Regions from separate parts of the Mus musculus genome. Here region 1 is linked to region 2. Evidence: chromatin contacts called from public Hi-C data. All regions are on one chromosome and are shown on one strand. The core of a region is the stretch at or near the end of the contact, and the rest is flanking DNA. Distances in the headings are between cores, read along the strand shown.

The links. Hi-C and Micro-C count contacts between places; a contact is called where the count stands out from the background.
Region 1: a Hi-C map of muscle stem cells shows a contact between it and region 2, with 2.9 times the contacts expected there. The contact joins the enhancer-like site here to the promoter of 2310022B05Rik in region 2. A contact is called at or near these places in 5 of 484 Hi-C or Micro-C datasets (the HL-1 cell line, the N1E-115 cell line, brown adipocytes and 2 more), 2 of 115 datasets of contacts at active chromatin or transcription factors (both in embryonic stem cells) and 2 of 9 other capture datasets (adipose tissue and liver).

Annotation. Positions count from the first base shown.
Region 1 is chr8:124,824,628-124,829,805 of GRCm38.p6, forward strand. Trim67 (tripartite motif-containing 67) reads left to right here. Exons shown (of 10, transcript NM_198632.2): 7 at 91-229; 8 at 1,308-1,611; 9 at 3,472-3,634; 10 at 4,393-5,178. The coding sequence ends at 4,458. Among named protein-coding and RNA genes, the nearest start is that of Trim67, 34 kb to the left of the region's middle. Within about 2 kb of position 2,289, at least 63 of the 459 cell types and tissues checked have an H3K27ac peak or open chromatin away from gene starts, as enhancers often do. A contact at or near this core is called in the HL-1 cell line, adipose tissue, brown adipocytes and 1 more, where this site is marked.
Region 2 is chr8:124,660,408-124,666,237 of GRCm38.p6, forward strand. 2310022B05Rik (RIKEN cDNA 2310022B05 gene) reads right to left here and starts at 2,962. Exons shown (of 4, transcript NM_175149.4): 1 at 2,441-2,962. The coding sequence starts at 2,776.

The DNA of each region.
Region 1 (5,178 bases), core at 1,039-3,538, 160 kb after region 2:
AGGTTGGAACTTCTCTCATCTGGTACTCCAGTTGGTGTGAGGGGAACTTCTGGAAGCTCTGTGGCCGAGTGAGTGTCCTTGCTCTTTCAGGAGGTGTATGTTGGCAAGGAGACCCTGTGCACCATTGACGGGCTGCACTTTAATAGCACCTACAATGCCAGAGTCAAAGCCTTCAACTCCTCTGGTGTTGGGCCCTACAGCAAGACTGTGGTCCTGCAGACCTCCGACGGTGAGCAACCCTCAGCCGTGCATTCTGCCTCTCTGCCCATATCCTGGGGGTGGGGGCAGGGCAGGAGCAGGAAGAAGCCAGTGTCCTCATTCTATGGGGCTTAAGAGTTTGACCTTGGCCACATCTTGTCTCCTCTTTGTGTTTCAATCTCCTACCTACAGGGTGGGCCATGGATAGACACTTCCTCTGTCACCTCTAACAGTACCTGGGCCATTTGAGGAGATGGTAGGAGTCAGAGCTCCAGGGAATAGACCTGGCTGTGGGGCCAATCGGCCTGCACGTCTGTGCTCCCTAGCAAGGCTGGATCTGTGGAAGAAAACTTGGGCAACACAGAGACACAGAGCAGGGAAGGGGGGGGGGTGGATTCTATTGCTGTGACAAAGACTATGACCAAAATCAACCTGGGGAGGAGAGGATATATTTCATCTTACAACTGTAGAAGTCAGGGCAGGAACTGAAACAGAGGCCATGGAGGGCTGCTGCTTGCTGGCTTGCTCAGCCTGCTTTCTAATATAACTCAGAACCACCTGCCTAGGAGTGGCACCACCCACAGTGGACTGGGCCCTCCCCTGTCAATCTTGAGTCAGGACAATACTCCCATAGACTTATTTATTTATCATATGTAAGTACACTGTAGCTGTCTTCAGACACCCCAGAAGAGGGCATCAGATCTCATTATGGATGGTTGTGAGCCACCACGTGGTTGCTGGGACTTGAACTCAGGACCTTTGGTAGAGCAGTCAGTGCTCTTAACCACGGAGCCATCTCTCCAGCCCCTGGGCAAATCTTATAGAGGCATTTTCTGAATCTAGGTTCCCTCTTCCCAGATAATCTAGATTTCTGTCAAGTTGACAAAAGCCAATCAGCACAGAGTGTGACTGTGTATATGTGAGTGTGTGTGTGTATCCCACATAGACCACTGGCGGCAATGAATCGACTCTGTTAGAAGCAACTAAGTCTATCAGTCACCTTGGCTGTACAGAAAAAATGTGTGTTGTGTTGGGGGAAAGATGGGGGGATAAGAGGGGCAGGAAACAGAGATTCTTGTGCCTGCTCTACCTGCCTTCTTCCTTTCCAGTGGCCTGGTTCACCTTTGACCCCAACTCTGGCCATCGGGACATCATCTTATCCAATGACAACCAGACGGCTACTTGCAGCAGCTATGATGACCGGGTGGTGCTAGGCACAGCTGCCTTCTCCAAAGGCGTGCACTACTGGGAGCTGCACGTGGACCGCTATGACAACCACCCGGACCCAGCCTTCGGAGTGGCCAGGGCCAGCGTGGTCAAAGATATGATGCTAGGCAAGGATGACAAGGCCTGGGCCATGTACGTGGACAACAACCGCAGCTGGTTCATGCACTGTAACTCCCATACCAACAGGTGCGTGCTCCCTGAACCCCCACTTAGCCCGCAGATTCAGGGGCGGGGACAAGGTTCTCTGATTGTCCCAGGTGTTGGGGGAGGAGCTGTCTTTTAAAAAGTTTTCTTTCTTCCTCTCTTTCTTTCTCTCTTTCTGTCTTTCTTTCTTTCTTTCTTTCTTTCTTTCTTTCTCTCTCTCTCTCTCTTTCTCTCTCTCTCTCTCTCTCTCTCTCTCTCTCTCTCTCTTTCTTTCTTTCTTTCTTTCTCTCTTTCTTACTTTCTTTAATGCATATGAGTACACTGTAGCTGTACAGATGGGTGAGCCATCATATGGTTGCTGGGAACTGAATTCAGGACCTCTGCTCCTCCGGTCGGTTAGCCGGAGGAGCCATTTTTTATGCACTTTGTTCTGTAGTTCCAGGGGTTTTGGAGAAAGACTAGGTGAAGTGTGAACCATTTGCCTGTGTCACAACTGAAAGTACTTGATGGTGTGGGGGAGAGGAGGCAGTTCTGGCTCAGTGGCTCTCTGTCCCCCAGCTGGCCTCACAGTAGTGCCTTTCCACTGAGAGCTTTAATTTGCGGTTTTCTTACTGGTCTTGCTCCAGTTCTTTCTGCAACCCTCTTGCTAAGCCTGAGTCACTGCGCAACACTAATGGGATACTTGTTTCCCGCAGAGGGAGGAGGAGTCATTGCCACGGCTACTGCTTTGCCTGGAATGACCCTGGCGCTGCCGCAGGGAAAGCATAAAGAAGCCAATCCCAAGGAGCTGACCTCCCTGGGCTCCTGGCAGGGTAGGGCTGCCACCAGGGCTCCTGGGTTCTCGCTGCTCTTCCAAGCAGCTCTGACTGCTCTCTTCACAACGAGTAACCCAGCTTCTCTCCCAGGAAAACCAAGTCTAGTTTGGCCAGGAACTTGCCTGAGGACCCTCAGATCCCCCTACCTGATCACTATCTTTTCACTGGTAATGTCCTCTGCTCCAAAGGATTGTGGGAGGGGCAGCAGCTAGACTCTCAAGCTGGGCCGTGGAACTTAGCAGGCACTGCAGGTTAACCAAGTAAATTCGTCTGGCCCGGTACTGCAGAATAAGCGATGAGGCCGACCAGGTGATATAGGTTTACCAGGTGACCTCCCTCCACCTCTAACCCACAAAGAGGCCAAGACCACCCTGGCCTACCAGTTCCATGCCTGTGTGCTTGAGCAAGCCCAGTACCTAGACATTCTGATGGTGGCAGTAATGAACTCAAGCATGCATTGGGTGCTTTTGCGGGGCAAAAGCTTTCTCAGAAGCCAGACCCTGCTCCCAGACCTGACCTTGATCGTAGGGGGTGAGTTCATGGAAAACTGGCAGGTCAGACTTGTTACTACTGCCATCTGGTGGCCATAATTAGAATCGCACTGACTGCCCAGTCTGTTGGACGCTTCTCCACCAGACCCTAAGGCACCTCCAGGACACCTGCTCTTCCCACCAGGTCCTTGTAAAGAGTTCATGTCAGGGTCTCTTCTCACTTCTGCCCCTGGCTCAATCCTAACCGAGGACTCAGTTTCCTCCCAGGGCTGAACAAGGTCATGTCAAGGGAACCCTTAGTTAATGAAGGGCATGTCTGCTGAAGGGCACAGAGGGTTCTAGGAAAAGTCTTCCAGGTCTATTACTTAAAGTTCCTCCCAGCTCAAAGGCATGTAGGTCTCAGATGCTGTGGATAAGAAGGGGCTGAGTAGCTTTGGTCCCTTAGAGCTGTGTTCTCTTGTGGCTGGCACATACATACACACACACACACACACACACACACACACTTGGTGGCTAGGTTTGAATGAAGCTGTCCTGAGTTACTGTCACATCATGACCTAGGTGTGATGATAGGTTTTCCTGGTTTATCTTCCCAGGACTGAAGGCGGTGTGTGCAAGGGGGCCACTGTGGGTGTGCTGCTGGACCTAAACAAACACACTCTGACCTTCTTCATCAATGGGCAACAGCAGGGCCCCACAGCCTTCAGCCACGTGGATGGGGTCTTCATGCCTGCCCTCAGCCTCAACCGAAACGTGCAGGTACCTTAGAGACACAGGTGGCTCGCCCAGTCCCGCCCACTTCTCTGCTTCCTGAACAATGAGTACTGTAATGAGAACGGACCACCTCGCTCATCAGATAGGCAGTCTTCTGCTAAGGACTGTACATACGACCTTTTGGAGCAAACAAGCTCCATGGGGCTCCAGGAAGGAGCAGGGGCTCAGTGCCCCAGGGGATTGGATGGTACAGGAGCTCCTAACACAAGCTAGATGGGGGCATCCTTTGCTTCTAACAGACTCCCTCTGTCCCTGGATCTATTAAGGGACCTGCCATGTGTCTATTGCCCTGCAAGTGTTTCCACAACAGTCCGGTGTTGGTTACGTAAAGGGGCGATTTGAGGGTCACAGTGAGAGCTGGAAGAGACAGCAGCAGGCTCAGAGACTCGGCTGCGAGAAGCAGAGCCTCTTTGCCGCAGGGCTCTGCGGCTCATGCCAGTGAACCCATCTGCTCGTTACTGTAGCTCCGGTTATGAGGCAGAAAGCACAAAGTGGCATGGGCCTTAGCCATATGGGGGAGACAGATGAGTAATAAAATCCATAGCATGAGTTCTCCGGCACGTGGTCGCGGTGCTACGTCAGGTGTTCTGTGCTATGGACAGCCTCTCCTGCCCCTCTTTCCGCTCCTCTATCTCCTCTGTCTCCTGCCTTCCTCCTGTGTTAGGGCTGGGACCCAGGGTCTTGTACGTAGTGTGCAAGTACTCTGCCACCCAACCAACTCCTGCTGGTTTCATCTTTTCCAGGTCACCCTGCACACAGGACTGGAGGTGCCAACAAACCTGGGACGGCCAAAGCTGTCAGGCAACTAGCCTGGTGGCTCCCGCTGCCTAGCTGGCCGTGATGGAGGGCTTCACGGAGGACCAGGGCATAACAGAAAGTCCTGGGTGCCAGCAGCCAGCGGACATCTGAAGACGCTTTTCTGGGGGAACTGAGAATGAATCACATGCGAGCCCCACGACCATACTGTGGCCGCCTATATCAGGAGTGGCCTTTCACCTCAATGCCACAGGGCTATGGTCCCCCCCAGGGTGCCCTCAAGATGGACACCTTTTGTTTCCGGCTTATATTTTCTGACATCTGTTTAAAAACTTTGATTTCCTCTTAAGTTTTTGTTTTTTGTTTTCCTGGAGGGAGAGGAGAAGGCAGACTCTGAGACTGGTATCCCAGGATGGATCAGCCCCGTGATGTTACTCCATGCCTGCCTGTAACCCATTGCTAGGACTCTGTTCCTTTATGGAGTCCCAGGCTGACAGTTTGTCACCTCTGCGGGAAGAAACGGACCTTGAGCCTCTGGGATATGCAGTTTTCAATACACTGCAAACTAATTTGAAAGGGACATTAGTCATTAATGAACTGCTAGGACCCTTCAGAAAGGCTTCCTTAGGGTCTGTATCATTACCCATGTGCTGTTGACCTCTCTCTCTCTCTCTCTCTCTCACACACACACACACACACACTCTCACACACATGTGTGTGTATGTGTAACAATCTGTTATATTTTATTCACTCAGTTCTTAGTTATGAGTAGA
Region 2 (5,830 bases), core at 1,712-4,211:
TAACCCAGGAAGCCCAGGGAAACAGTTGATTCCCAAAGTAGCTAAAAATGTTGACAGTCCCTCCTTTGCTTCAACACTAAAAGCAGGGGACCAGGTTAAATTATCAAGGCAAGAGGGGGATCTGAGTCCTGCCCAGGCCATTTAACTTTGTGGCGATCAGGGTAAACATACACATACACACACACACACACACACACACACACACACACACACAGGTGCCAGGTTGCTTCATCTGTCCTGTGCACACAGGCAAAGGAACTCCTGACTATACCGAGGGTCATCAAGATCTGTGACATCAGTCTGTAATTAGGACCCTATTTGTTCCTGAAAGACCTAAGAATGACTGGATGATACTAAAAACAATGATAGTAGATGACAGGAAAAAAAAGACTAGATGTTGTCTGTGAGGGGCACAAAAGTTTACTGGCAATGAAAGGCAGCGTCCTTTGAGGCAGTAGAGAGGGCTGAGGAGCCCTGGCAGCATATAAGTGGGGATGGACGGATGGAAGTGCCCTACTCAATTGAGTTTCAAGTTTTTTGTTCAAATCTGGGGTCACCTATTTGGGTGTCAAATTACCTAGCTGGGAGTCACACATCTACACTATACCCCCATGTCAGCCCCTATAGCCAGACATGGGTCCTCTTACAAGAATGATCTCTGGGGTGTTAACAATGAGACCACTCCCTGACTTTGATCTGATGCCAACCTCTCCCTAAGACTAGTGGAGTTTGGTGGTCCCTATGTGGTTAAACCTCTCACTACTGCAGAAAGAAGTGTCGTCCCTGCCTGGTGTCCTACCCACCCCTAAGACTCAAAGCTGGTTGTGCGGACATCAGAGGTGTGCTTTCTGCCCATTTGGCGTTGCTGTGATTCAGGTTGGGGGCTCCTGAAAGACATGTGGATTCGCTCCTCACAAAGTTTCATTCGGTGCAAATGTTTGTGTGAGTGTAGGTCAGAGGTCAACCTTAGGTGTTTTCGCTTAAGACCATGTGAACTTTGTTTTTGGGGGGACCAGGATGGTTCATTAGTCTGGAACTTGCTCCCCAGGGATCTGCCTATATCTACCTCCCAGGAATCACAAGCATGTGCCTCCCTCCGCTTCCTGGTTGCTAGAGACCCTCACACACGCATGGCAAAGTCTTTACCTATGGAACTATCTCCCCAGCCCCTACTTGCTTTAAACCACACCAGTCCGCGAATGCAGACTGACCCCAAATGAGAAACTGGGTGAAAAGAAAACTGGTCACATCTCTCCTTATCAATGACCCTGGCTCCAACATGGCTTGGCTTTTTGATATACTCAGGGCGAGTGACATCCAGTGACATCCAGTCTCCAGCATCTGTTAAGTGCGGACAGGGCGGCTTCCTCTCAGATTTATTTACCTAAGACACTGCCAAAGAGGAACTGCCTGCCTACTCATCACCCGGATCCAAGCACGAACTCCGTCCACGTCTTTATGGAGGTGCATATTTTTCACAATGAAATGCCTCAGCTCCAGGAATATATTTTAAGACTTATATTTTCATCTCCCACCACACCCTTGTTTTTCCTGGCAAAGCCCACAAGAGTTTCAAATGGGATGGGGAGCAGAAGGCAGTGTTGGCGGATAGCTAGCTCTCTGCCTTCACAATTCCCTGGCAGGAAAGTGGGTTCGTGACCACAAGCGTTCTGTAGTAACAAACACTGACGGATACCTGGCCTGAAAAAACCTGATTGAAATCTCATCCTTAACTGGTATTCCCTCCGCCTGGCACAACTTCTCCAACAGAAAAACAACAGCAGCAACAACAACAACAAAACTCTCCTAGCTTCTCCTCCCTGCCTCCACCTAAATGGACGTTCAGAACTCTAGCTGCTACCGATTTTGTCCTCCAAAACAAAGTTGAGTCCCTGAGGTACCAAGTCCATACTCTGGTGGCACAAAGGGCTTCAGGGAAACCATCTCTTGGTAAACCACCAGGTTTCTGAATAGTGCAGACTCCTGGGCCTCAAGAGCAAGGTCAGCCGGGAGCAATTCTAAGTAGTTATTTTCTCTTCCCCCAGTGTCTAGAGCCCAGGCTAGATAATCAGGCTTGCTGGAGGCATCTAAACTTACTCTGTGTTTGGGTGGGAACCGGGGCTCACATGTCAAACCCAAACACACTCTCTCCATTGTAGTCTACCAGGGACGTACCCCAGGGCAGCGGTGCCTGGCAGTCCCACCTTCCCCACTGAGGTCCTTATACTTAACACATGCCGGCCACTGAGTGATCAGGAACTATAGACATTTTTCCTGTTTCACATCAGAAAACTGAGGCTGTACGTCGTACACTCATCCAGGCTCGCTGGTTTCCTCTCTACTGTTCCCACTTTGTCTTTAAAGGTCCCTTCTCCGGGAGATTTCTGAACTCCCCCTCGCCGGCCACTCCGCCCTGGGTGGCCCGTCCCGCCGCACCCACCTCGTCGCCGAAGCGCACCAGCTTCTGGCCCGTGGGCCCGCGCAGGCCAGGGAAGCGCGCCGGGTCCCGCACGTCCCCCGCATCGGCGGCGGCCGCCGGGGCGCGAGGCCCCACCAGGCAGCGGTCGATGATTTCGTCCTGCTGCGCGGGCGGCAGCCGCGCCCACTCGGGCCCGTACTTCTCCCGGATCTTCTCCTTGTCCTGCATGATCTTCCTGGCCATGGGGCTCAGCGATGAGAAGTAGGTGAAGCGCTTCCGCTCCCGGTCGTCCAGCGGCCGGTTCCCGCTCATGACGGCCGAACGCGAGGCCGCGATCGCCGCCGCCATCGACGCCATACCCGGCCCGCGCGTCCCGGTCGGAGCGCCGCCTCCCGGTCCGCCCGCGCCCCGCCCCGGGGCTCCGCCTCCGTCTCCTCCCGGAGCGCCGTCCCTACCCCACCCGCTGAGCCCTCCTCCTCCGCCCCTGGCTGAGCACCGCCCCCAGACCTTCCCGGGACACCCTTCGTACGGGCCGCCTACGCCCCATCTGGTACCGGTCGGGACCACTAATCGTCCCTGAGCCCGGTCGGCACTTGAAGCCCCGCCTCCATCTGGAGCCCCGCCCCCACTGGAGCCCCGCCCCCGAGCTCCTCCTGTTATGGCCCTTCAATTTCTCCTCCATAGGACGCTTTCCGGGACCCTAGGGCATCTCTGGGGCTGCTACAGAGTCCCCCATACAAGCGCCGCCGAGATTGGAGATGACCACAGGGGTTAACTCAGGGCGAAGACCGCCATGGCGCCACGTGGCACTGATGACAAAGGAAACTTCCTCCTGCACGTGCCCAACCTGGCTTTCAATCATCCTCTCTCCTTTGCGCTCTCAGGCATTCATTGCTTTTTCAGGTTTGCGCTCTGTTCGCTGGGCGATCCACCACACTGAGCCGGGGGCTAGGCTAGGGCACTGACCCACCAGTTGTCAACCAGGAGGTTGGATTCCCGCCCGTGGAACTTCTTCTAAGCCTGGCATGGAAGCATCAGCGTGGGATACTAGCACTGTTTTGGCCTAGGCGGGAGACTCACGGCAAATTCAAGGCCAACCTGGGTTATATGGTACCATTATCCCCACAGAAAGAAAGACCCCTGCTAAAAGCATGCAGTGTGAGCGAAGTACCCCCTCTCAGAAGAGCTACACACCAAGGCCTCTTCAAACCCTCAAAGCCCTTGCTTTCTGATGCTTGCCACTGTGAGGCAGCAGTACACACACACACACACACACACACACACACACACACACACAGACACACACACACCAGTCTATTAAATCTCAGGACTCTGTCTTTAAAAATCACTCTTTAAAAAAAAATCCTAAGCAGGAATTAAAGAACTCTAGTCAGCAGCAGACGCTGGTCAGCGTAAGGAGCCTGTATTCCATCAGTTTAAGTGAGGGGACAACCCAAAAGCTTAAACTTCCAAAAATGGCCAAGCTAATCCTGGAATCTCAGAAATCATAAGAACTCCGGGAGGTTTGCTGACTACAAACAAACTGAAGAGGATGGAAAGTTCCCACAGGGAAGCAGATGTATCCCCAAAGGGGTCAGGCTTGCTGCTGAGACCACACGATTAAAGTTTAAGACAGGGCTGTGGGATGTTTGTGGCCCCATCCCACTCCCTGATTTTCACAAGACTAACAGGTCTCAGGTAAGCATGGTGTCCTATTCTGAAAAGCAACTAAATACCAACCGTGGCTTAGTTGTCTCTAAAGTAGCCCTTGTCTAACACTAAAGGCAAGTGCAGAAATAACTTGAATTCCCTGATATAAATGGAATGTCACAAATGTGTCAGGCTCTAATAAAATATATCACCACTGTCTTAGTTATGGTTTCCATTGCTACAACAAAACACCATGAGCAAAAAGCAAGTTGTGGAGTAGAGGGTTCATTCAGTTTACACTTCCCAATCGCTGTTCATCACCAAAGGAAGTCAGGATAGGAACTCCCACAGGGCAGGAACTTGGAGGCAGGAGCTGATGCAGAGGCCATGTTGGGGTGCTGCTTACTGGCTTGCTTCCCCTGGCTTGCTCAGCTTGCTTTCTTATAGAACCCAGGACCACCAGCCCAGGGATGGCACCACCCACCATGGGCTGGGCTCTCCCCGCCTTGATCACTAATTGAGAAAATGCCTCATAGCTGGTTCTCATGGAGGCATTCCCTCAAACAGGGCTCCTCTGACTCTGATGACTCTAGCTTGTGTCAAGTTGACACATAGAGCCAGCCAGTACAACCACCAAGACTGTTATCAGGTACTGGGGATGTGGCTCAGTTTATAAAGTGCTTGAGTAGCATGCACAAAGATGAGTTCCATCCCTAGTGCCCTGAAATCCAAGCATGGTTCACAGATGAGATCCCAGTACTTGTGTGAGGTCGAGGAAAGAGGATCAGATGTTCAAATCCATTCTCAGTCCGTTCAAAGCTAGCCTACATTACATAACAATTTGTCTCCAATTGTGTGTGTGTGTGTGTGTGTGTGTGTGTGTGTGTGTGTGTGTGCCAGCCACAAAATAGGCATGGTGGTTCATACCAGTGATCCTTACTTTGGGAAGGCTGAGGCAGGAGGATTATCATGCATTTGAAACAAAACTGAACTGTACAGCAAGTTCCAGGCCAGCTTGGCCTACAGTAGAAGATTATGACTCGAAATAAATAAATAAACACACTGAAGAAAGGAGAAAAGCAAAACCATGCGACGCCAGCTGCGTCTTTCAGGATGAGAAGGTGTAAGCCGCAAACCTGGGGTGCTGTCTTTCTGGTATTACTGCAGTTATTTAAACGGGACTGGAACACGTTTTCTTTACACTGGCCCTAAGCTCCTGGTTTTATCTCTGCTACCCACTCTTAATAACACAGACGATGCTTGAAGAAGTGTTCCTGAACTGCGAGTGCTCAGCTACGGATGAATCACCTGTATTAACCTTCCCCGTTTGAGGCTCAGGGAACACCGAAGAAGTGGAGGCAGAGACACTGTGAAGACACAAATGGACGACAGAGAGAGAGAGAGAGAGAGAGAGAGAGAGATGCAAAATGATCCAGTGGCTGCACTGGTCAACTCAGCCGCTTCAATTACCTACACAAGACCTACAGGAGATCAGGCCAGTCAAAATGGCAGCAGGAATGGGGTGTGGGGGGGGAACTGAGGCCTCAAGGCCTTCTGTTTCAAGGACCCACTAGCCGTTAGTGGTTGGTGAGAGGGTACAGTCACTGTCCTTTAGGGGCATGCTCCTGTAGGTTGGCCACGCTACTGGGTAATCTCCCACACTTTCTCATATGGACGGCACTACCTAGACACAGTTAGGAAGACACAAAGGAGGCAGGGAGACAGGAGAAAAGCAATAGTCAATGGATAATATTATAGGTG